Linked DNA regions of Ovis aries: region 1 is linked to region 2. Evidence: chromatin contacts called from public Hi-C data. All regions are on one chromosome and are shown on one strand. Each heading gives the region's core, a stretch centred on a gene start, on an enhancer-like site or on the middle of the called end of the contact. The rest is flanking DNA. Distances are from core to core; before and after follow the strand shown. Region 1 holds the start of TRIM8 (tripartite motif containing 8). Region 2 overlaps SUFU (SUFU negative regulator of hedgehog signaling).

The links. A called contact is a pair of places that touch in the nucleus more often than the background predicts.
Region 1: a Hi-C map of liver shows a contact between it and region 2, with 2.2 times the contacts expected there. The contact joins the promoter of TRIM8 here to the enhancer-like site in region 2. A contact is called at or near these places in 5 of 16 Hi-C or Micro-C datasets (hypothalamus, liver, muscle and 2 more).

Annotation. Positions count from the first base shown.
Region 1 is chr22:22,998,322-23,002,989 of ARS-UI_Ramb_v3.0, reverse strand. It overlaps TRIM8 (tripartite motif containing 8), which reads right to left and starts at 3,037. Exons shown (of 6, transcript XM_015103277.4): 1 at 106-3,037. The coding sequence starts at 675. It overlaps LOC121817635 (a long non-coding RNA gene), which reads left to right and starts at 2,513. Exons shown (of 3, transcript XR_006057657.2): 1 at 2,513-4,668.
Region 2 is chr22:22,955,440-22,960,301 of ARS-UI_Ramb_v3.0, reverse strand. SUFU (SUFU negative regulator of hedgehog signaling) reads right to left here. Exons shown (of 12, transcript XM_015103389.3): 7 at 2,334-2,490; 8 at 416-527. Among named protein-coding and RNA genes, the nearest start is that of TRIM8, 42 kb to the left of the region's middle. Within about 2 kb of position 3,156, at least 11 of the 54 cell types and tissues checked have an H3K27ac peak or open chromatin away from gene starts, as enhancers often do. A contact at or near this core is called in liver and muscle, where this site is marked.

The sequences.
Region 1 (4,668 bases), core at 1,788-4,287, 43 kb before region 2:
GGGCCTCTGGCCTGATGTCACAAGAGTCAGCCTGTCCGGAAGGGTGGTCCCAGGCCGCCGGGAAGGAGGGGAGTGTGTGAGTGTGTGTGTGTGTAGGGTACTTGCCCGGATCTCATTCCTCCGGATCTCCACGTCGCACACCGAGTGCCCCTGATGCGCTCCGCTGTAGTAGCAGCAGTACTGGCACACGGCCACCTGCTCGGCTTCGCAGTGGTAAAGGCGGTAGGCGTTGTGCTGCGGGCAGCTCCAGGCCCGCACGTCGTCCGCCTCCACCAGGAGGTGCCCGCGGGCGGTGGAGGGCTGCTGCAGGTGCGTCTGCACGTGGGACTGGCAGCAGGGCGCCTCGCAGCGCAGGCAGACCTTCTGCGCGGGCAGCGGGGGGCCGCGGCGGCAGAACACGCAGTGCAGCGCCGCCGGAGGCTTCTCCACGTGCAGGGCGTTGAACTTCTCCACGATGTTGGTGAGCTTCAGGTTCTTCTCCAGGCCCGGCTTCTGGTTGTAGGCCTGGTTGCACTCCGGGCAGCGCACCAGGCCGCTGTCCTTGGCCCACGCCTCACCGATGCAGCCCCGACAGAAGTTGTGTTTGCACGGTAGCTGCACCGGCTCCACGAAGACGTGCAGGCAGATCGGGCAGATGAGCTCCTCCTCAAAGCAGTTCTTCCAATTCTCCGCCATGGCGGCGGCGGCCGGCAGGGGCCCCGGGCAGGTCTCCCCAACTCCCCGACCTGGGGGGTCCGTCCGGTGCCGCGGGAGGGCCACCGAGCCCCGAGCGGTCCCGACAGTCGCTCAGTTCACCAGCGCCTTCCGCGCGCCCGCCCCCCAAGAGGAGTGAGCCTCGGTCCTCACGCAGCGCGCGCAGCCGGCTGCGTCTCCTCCTCCTCCTCCCGAGCGCCTAGCGGGAGGCGGCGGACTGCGCCAGGGCCGCGGCCGGGGCACCAGCCCTGGAGGGGAGCGCCGGGGTCCAAATTCCATATAAGAGGCGGCCTCCCGGTCGGCGCGGCTAGGGCTGCGGCGGCCGGCGGCCCGCACTCCGGCCCGCGGCTGACATTGGGGCGCGCCCCAAGGCGGACAGAGCCCGGGAGCCGCACACTTCCTCCAGAGACGGCGGCGGCAATGGTGGCTCTCTCCTGGCTCGCCGGCGCCGCGCCTCCCTCACCTCGTCCGGGCTCTGAGAGGCCGGGGAAGCGAGTGCGGCCCGGCCAAGGACTGCTAGATCCGGACGGGGCGGGCGAGGCGAGCCTGTCCCCGGGCCGCGGCGCGGGCGTCCACCCGCTGGCCCGCGGTCTGCGGGTGCGGGCTGCGGGGCGCAGGCGGGCCGACTCCGGGGCGCTGCGTGAGCGCAGGGGCAGTCATTCAGATGAAATTCCAGTCCCCGGCCAGAGACAGCAGCCCGCCTCTGCCTTCCTCCTCCCTTCACAAATAGAAACGGAAGGGGGAGGGAGAGAAGTGGAAAAAAAAAAAAAAAGCCAACCAGAAAGGGAGGGAGGAGAAGCCCCGGCGGAGCTCCGGCCTGACCCCCTCGTCTCTACTTCTGCGCTCCCCCGAGGCCTGGCGCCCGGCGCCCCCGCCGCGGAGAGACCCCGCTCTCCGTCTCCGCGCTGGGCGGGCGCCCCGGCTCTGCCGAGGAAAACAAGGATTGATCAAACTAGAAAGGAATTTTTCTCAACTGCTAATGAACAGGAGGCTCGGCTCCCGGCCCTCCCCTCCCCCCCCGCCCGGCCCGGCCCTCCCCCTTCGTCACCCCGGCCCCCCTCCCCCCCCACTTTCTTTTCTTCTCGGCCTCTGCTCCGGTCTTCGGGGCTGCGGTCGGAGCCAGCCCGCGGCGGCGGAGCCGGGCCGAGACAGCCGGGCCGGGCTGCCTCCCTCAGCGTCCAGCCATCTTGAGCTCCCGGCAGCCGCCGCAGTGGCGGCCGGGGGTCCGAGCGCGCTCGCTGGAGGGTCCTGCAGCGTTCTTCCTATCGCTCGCTTTTTTTTTTTTTTTTTTGGTGGGATTTTTAAGGGGAGGGCTGGTGGCCTCCCTCAGATTAGAAGACAGGGGAGAAAATGCCAAGTCCTGATTTCTCTCCACCTCTGCTCCACCCACCCTGGTTCTTTCCAAAAAATAAAAAAAGATTAGAATTGGAAGAAGTCGGCAGAAAGGCGAGCGCCCGCGGCCCCCAGCTGCTGCCCAGGCGACGCGTCCGGGGCGGGCCCGAGCCAGTCGCTCCGTCTGTGGGTCCGTTTGTCCGCCCGCTGCTTCTCAACTGGGGGGAGGGCACACCGGGCAGGGTCTCCGCAGCGGCTGTCGCCTCAGAGCTTTATCCTCAGATCAAAAAAAACGGGGGGGGAGAAAAAAAAGCCCCAACACTCTCATCACAGCCACCTTCAGCCATCTTGCGCGTATTATTATTTCAGGAATAATCTGTTTAATAAAAATAGCTGCGTCTCTAACCCCCTCCCTCTCATCCTGGGTTCCCCGCCCCCTTTTAATAATAATCTCGATAATAAAAATGATCTGCTGGCTGGGCAGTCCACGGCTGCCTTTTTCCTGCCTCAGCTCGCTCGGGCTTCGGCTCTCCTTCCCCTAGGAAGAGGACGGGAGGAAGGGGCTCGCGGCTGGGAGTGGGGGGCTTCGTCCCTGCTGCCCGCCAGTCGGCCCTCTCTGCTTTAGTGGTGAGGAAAGAGAGCCCTCGCCACTACCGCGCTGTTGCGAGGACGGCAGTGCGGGGGAGGGGCCCCAATTCGCGGAACCGGCTGGAGGGGTGCACAGGGGTCCCCGATCTTCCCGCCACAGCTTGGCCTCGAAGTCTGAGCCCAGGAATGGGGAGGATACAATGAGCTCGGAGCAGAGCGCGGCGGGCAGGGTGGAGACGCGAGCGGACTGCGGTGAGCCGGGGTCCCGAGTTAGCGCGGAGAGAGGCGGAGGCAGGAGGGTGGTGTCCCTACATCAAGGCCGGTCCCGCTACTCTGCGAGGGTAGCGGGGGGAGACTGGGAGGTGTAGGCGAGGAGAAAGCAGCAGCACTACGGCGGCGCCTGTAATCAGCACCCGCTGGTTCTGCCCACCCGGCACTGGAGAAATAAGCGGACAGGGAAGGGGGAGGAGGGGCGGGGCGTATTGTCCGGAAGTGCTATAACAGTTGCTGGGCGCCCGGCTCCTCCCCTTATCCCTGTCTGGAGTTGGGGGCTGTTCCGGAGATTGTTCCTGCTATTGGTCTCCAAACTGAGACTCCGCCTCTTTAAGGCGGGGGCAACCTAGGGCTCACGTGATTTGCACTAACTTCGGTACATTAAACATTGGGGACGGGGGATGAGTTTCTCTGCTTCTTAAAAGGGAGACGCTAATGCTGTGGAGTGGGACCACATCTTCCTAGGCCTCTTCACCCGTGTCTCCTTTTACCTGAGAGGGAAAGGGGGGTTTGTCAATCGGCTCATCTGATGGAACTCAGCAGCAAATTGCAAAGGTTCACTGTGCAGCAATTTCCCCAGTATCCTCAATATTTTTACCTACATTTTTTTTTTTTTTTGGATACTCTATTTTCGGCTGCCCAGGGCAGCATGTGAGATCCTAGTGCCTCCACAGGGATCGAACCTGTTCCCACTGCAGTGGAAGTGAAGAGTCTTAACCACTGGACAGCTAGAGAATTCCCTTCCCTACATTTCTGAGGCTCAAATCTACCAAACAAAATATGCATTATTAGTCTCTTCAATTTATAAGGAAACAGAGGCCTAAAAAATTGGAGTAAAAAAAAAATTGGAGTCAACCTGTCAGTTAACAAATGTTTAACAAAAGTCTCATGCACTAGGCATTTTTCTAGGCCCTGGGGATTCCCTGGAAAATTTGTACCCCCCCCCCAATTTTTTTTAACTAATTATGTAAGATAATTTCTGTGGCAGAGAGTAAGGGACTCATACAATATTCGCAGAAAGTGAAATTTGAGCTGAGATCTGAATATTCAGGAGGAGTCAGGGCTCCCCTGGTAGTTCAACTGGTAAAGAACCTGCGTGCAATGCAGGAAATCCTGGTGCGATTCTGGGCCAGGAAAATCTACTGGAGAAGGGTTAGGCTGCCCACTCTAGTATTCTGGCCTGGAGAATTCCATGGACTATGCAGTCCATGGGGTTGAGAAGAGTCGGACACGGCTGAGAGACTTTGACTTCACTTCACAGGCAAGTGACAATCTGGGTGTGGCACGTGCGCTTAGTCATGTCCGATTCTTTGCTACCCTGTGGACTGTAGCCCGCCAGGCTCATCTGTCCATAGAATTTTCCAGGCAAGAATACTGGAGTGGGTTGCCATTTCCTTCTCCAGGGGAGCTTCCAAACCCAGGGATCAAATTGTGTCTTCTGGTTGGCAGGTGGATTCTTTACCACTGTGCCACCTGGGAAGTCCAAAGAGTGCTTCAATCAGAGGGAAAAACAAGTACGAAAGCAATGAATAAAGTATGTTCCAGGGCAGAAAAGAAGGCCTGTTGTGAGGGAGAAGCCAGGCAGGAACCAGAATACACAGTGTCGTGGTAAGGAGTTTGGACTTGAAGCTGGTTGTGAGAAACTACTAGATTTGGGATGTATTTTGGAAGTAGAGCCAAATTAGATACGGGATGAAGAGGAATCAACACGTAATAGTAATAGAGTAGGAATGGGATCAAGATATGCGTATCACTGTATGAATACAGAATATTCTTCTGAAT
Region 2 (4,862 bases), core at 1,907-4,406:
CCCCTGGGGTTGCAGCTATCAGCCGGAGACCAGGCTCCAGGAAGGAAGGAAGGGCAACTCTGGCCGAGGCCGAGATAAGGAGGGGAATGGTGCTCAGCACAATGGGCTCCCACAAGGCTGGGAGGCCCCAAGTCAGATTTCGCCCCAACTTGGCCTCCCATCTGCTCACATAGCCCGTGTAAATATTTACTGTTGTTTATATTTCTGGTCTGCTGGGTCCCCTCCGAGGCCCTTATGACCATGGATCTGTGTGTCCCAGAGACCCTGAGTCCATCCAGAAAGGCCTCTGGGCATTGTTCTCTCTCATGCAAGCCATAGGGACAGGCTCTGAAGGACAGAACTGCTCCCATGCCCCAGTCTCAGGACACTGCTGTCAGGAAGCTGGACTGACCCCCTCTGTGGGTGGGCAACTTACGGGGCCCGGTCGTGGGTGAGGCCGTTCTGTCGCTGAGGGTTGATTGGCGGAAGGACGGGTTTGCTGTTGATCTCAAGTCCTCTCCTCAAGGTCTCCCGGATCTGCTCTGTGTCTGCAATGACATCACCAAGTTACCCAATGGCTCTCTGGGCCCCAACAGCCCCATTCCCGTCCTTAGAGCCCAGCTCTGCAGATGTGCTGGGAAAAGCCCCCGAGGAGGCTGGTCCTGAGGCCACTCCAGCTATCAGCTGTGAGATCTGAGTGCAGCGTGAGGACACGGGGCAGACGAGGCATCATGTACCCCCGAAACTTCTGGTCTGAAGAGCACCACGCTTGTAGAAGACAAGGCCCTGGACCCCAGAAGGGCACCTTCCAAGGCAGGGCTCTCTCCTCCACTGTCCTTCCTTTCCTGTGTCACAGGCCTTAGGCTTACCCCTAACATGGGTCCAGACAGTGACTCACAAGACAGCCACTGCCCAAGACCACCCAGGAATTCCGCCTGCTTACTGGATGTAAGTAACGGCTGCAAGTGCTCTGCCGCGAACGGGCAGGCGAACCTGACACAAGTTTCTGGGTTCGGTGTGGTCAGCTGGTGTCTGGTCTTGTCACCCTTTCCCCTGGGGCCAGGTCAGTGGGATGCTGAGTCATCTTCCCACCTTGGTCCCATCCCAGGGAACCCTGCCTCTCCACAGATCTGCCAAGGACCAGGAGGTAAGAAAGGAGTCTCTTGGTGGAATTATTTCTTTGCAAGATGCTTTGCTGGTCTTCGGGGTAAAGCTTACTACTCTGGTCCCCTATATTGAGATTTTGGTCTAAGACTTATTTCTGCAAACACACACTAAAAAGCAAATTAATGTTGGTTGATCAAAGAGTGGGCTTAGGGTAGATGCTGAACATGATTAGTGACTTTTCTAGCTGTTTGTTACAGCGTCATGGATCTTACTTAAAAGAATTTTTTAAAAATAGCCAATAATGGTTGAAATTTTGGACAAAGCTGTGAATCCTTCCTTAAATTAGCTCTTTTTCACAAAAGCAACTGGATGAGTCTAATAACTGTACAGTCTCTTAGAGCCTCCCTGGAACTTGGCACATCATTAGAACAAGCAGGAAGGAAAGAAAAGGGTCAGATACTTGCATGAGGGGTTTAAGTTGTTCTTTATGGAAAGAAAACCTTTTATAAGTGCTATCACAAGTGTTTGTATTTTATGCAGGACCAAGTATCTTACTCTTCAAAAGATAAAGAAAGGGGGAAGAATAGAGAAAGGAAGTAGAGAGAGCAGCTATAAGCACATCTTTATATACGGCTGCTTTTCTTTTGAAGATAGTTAGAGATCCCGTTTCTTTAAAACCATGACTATTTCTCTAGCCAAGACTAGCATGGTGAGCTTCCAACAGGAGAGTCATACCCTCCTCCAAGGCGCACTCCCTAGGTTCAGAGGTAAGGGTGCTTGCCCCTGCCCCTTACTTTGTATCTGCAAGACAGTGTGTGTGGAGGGGTTGGGTAAAGTCTATAAACTGGTCTCATACTCAGGCCTTTCCCATAAGAGGCCTGGGCAGGCCTGAGGCCAGTGTGATCCTCGGGTCTGGCATGTCTTTCAGGCTAGAGCTGGGCCCTGTGTCAATTCTGTGGGTGGCCAGGGCTTGTTCTCCTGCACTTGGGTGGACTATGGCCGTTTCCTGTAACTGTTCTAGGGCTTCTACTCACCTCCCTGACCTCAGATTGCAAGGGGCAAATCTAAAACATAATGGTCCCTGCTGGAGGTGCAATGTGAAATGCACACACACACACACACACCCCAGGAGAAATGGGCCAGTAAAGCTCCCTCCATTCCACCTTGCTGGAGATCTCACTGGCGGCTTAAATCCTGCCAAGAAATGCTAAAACCCAGCCTGGGCAAGGGCAAGGCAAGGCCCCCACCTTTGCCTGAGAGCCGCCGGGGCTGAGCGCCCACACAGATGCTCCGGCTGTCCTCGTCATCCTCGGGGGGCCGGCTCAGGTCATCCCAGGCACACTTGGCACTGACACCACTCAGGTTGGAGCCGTCTGTCTCGATGCCTTTGTCAACTCGCTCCTGCTTGGAAAGAACCAAAGAGCCAGAGTTCCTTCAGCCAACCAGTGGCCCAAGGTCACCACCCATATTTGCTTGCCCATATTTACTCGGCCTCAATAAGAGCTAAGGGCTTCCTTGGTGGCTCAGCGGTAAGAATCTACCTGCCAATGTGGGAGAGGAGGGCTCGACCCCTTGGTAGGGAAGATACCTTGGAGAAGGAAATGGCAACCCACTCCAGTATTCTTGCCTGGAGAATCCCACGGACAGAAGAGCCTGGTGGGCTGCCGTCCATGGGGTCACAAAGAGCTGGACATGACCAAGCCCGAGCATGAGTAAGAGCTAAGCGTGGGACAGGTGTCAGAAGAACAGGATTCCTGACTATTCTGCGCTGGTTACTAACGAATGACAGTCTCTGCCAGCCACTGGGCTCCTCCAGGAGAACCAGCAGTTAGGGGAGCTGGGGAGAATGGAAATCCCAAGGGAAGCTTCTTCTCACTCATTAGACTTCCAGTATAGTGACCTTCATACCTGTTTCAGAGCCCTGACTCTGCCCACCCTGTGCTGGCCTGTGGAGCTGACGTAGCAGGGCCAGGAACTACCTCCCGGAGGAAAGGCACAGTTCTTCCTCTGCTGACTGATCACCCGGCCCTGCTCCAGAGGCCAGTGTGGAAGCCAGCCATAGGCGGGAGAGACTGGGACTCAGCCCCACCTCTCCAGCCTCACACCTGCAGTCTCTTCTTCCAACAGCAGAGGGTGTGGTCACATGGTGACGAGCCCCCAGAGAGCAGAAGGGCAGGACTTTCCCTGCAGCATTGCTGACTTGTTTGGCCAAGGATTCTGGATGGAAATTCTTTTCCATTTCTTAGACTGAACTGGCGGCCAGGAGGGCGGTGAGCATCTGCAAGCCCCACCAGAGGTCCTGCCTTCACACAGGCCTCGACATTGTGGAGACCAAACACTCTCCAAATGGTCTCAAGGAAGAGGTGAACACAAACATCCTGGGATTTCCGATAAAATACAGTTGTGCTGTTGGGCTTTGGATGAAAGGTCAAAAGCCTTTGGATGAGGCTCCCACAACCTTGTTCATAAACAGTCATGTGGGCCAAATAAAGCTCCTGAGTCAGGACCTCAATTAGAATCTGCTCCTCCCTGTCTGGGGACCTTCTCCCCATGGCTTCACAGGCCCATACTGGCCGGCTGCTTGGCCGGGAAGCCTGTTCAGAAAGCACAAGGTAAGCCTACAGAGAGGGTCCTTATTTCTGGACACCATTAGCAGGTGGCCCTGGCCTGATGCCTCCTTCCCATCAGCCCCCCCCCCCCCCATCTCCAGGGCTCCCATCAGCCCAGGCAAAGCTGGAGATTCTGAGCTGACAACAGGGAGTGGCTCTCTGTGCCCTAGGCAGGGGTGTGTGGGTGCTGGTTTGCTCAGGATAGAGTCTATGTTCTCCCTTCTCCACTGGCCACCTTGGGGCCCCTCACCTAAGCAAGAAGCTGAAGACATCTCTTGGCTCAATGAGCTCAGCCCACTTACTTTATGAGTAAACAAGAAAGGGTGAAGACGCTGAGGAGTCTGGGGACTTGTTCCCGCACACAGCTGGCTAGTGGTAGAGTGTGGAGCAAAGGGCCAGGAGCAGCTCTAAAACAAACCAGCTGCAAGTAGACCCCAGAGACACAAGTGAGCACAGAGCAGCTCCCACTGGGTGCACACCGAGGTGCTTTGTTGCTTTTAAAGAACACTAGTGCTCTGGGTCCTGCTGGCTGGCCTTAGGGACAGACACCTGAAGACTAGAGAGGAGAGCTGTTCTCAGCATGTAGAGCAAGGACAGGCTGCTTACCCTAGTAGCTTAACGATCAGGTGCTTTCTTAGCACTTGGCACTTAGGACAGGGGCCAAAGCAACAGCCCACGGTGCCCTGTGCTGGATCCCAGTGTGGCTGCCAAACAAGGGCTTAGGGAAACACAGCCATGTGGTTCTGGTTCTTGCATAAGCAGAAGCTACTAGGAAACCAAGTTAAAGGAGAGATAACAGAGGATCCTGGAAGTGATCGGAAAGCTTCAGTGTTCAAGGCACTAGGTAAACAGTAGCATCATCTGTGAATGAGTAGGCTTCTGCCTGAGAACTCCCAGGTCTGCAGTAATGAGCCCAGGGACCACAGGCTACCTGTCTGCCTGCTACCTCTCCCTACCCCCTCCCAGCCTTCCTAAAGGACACTAACTCTTGGCACTAACACAGGCTGCCTGTGGTCTGTGAGATTTCTACAGAGGCATAAAATGTTCAGAGATGGCAATGACTTGCAAAGGGCAAGGGCAAAAGAGAAGGAGGCAGGCATGTGCCAGGCACATTACTGGCTGTCTGCGGTTCCTGTTTCATGAGTGGCCCATAAGAAACAAAGTTAT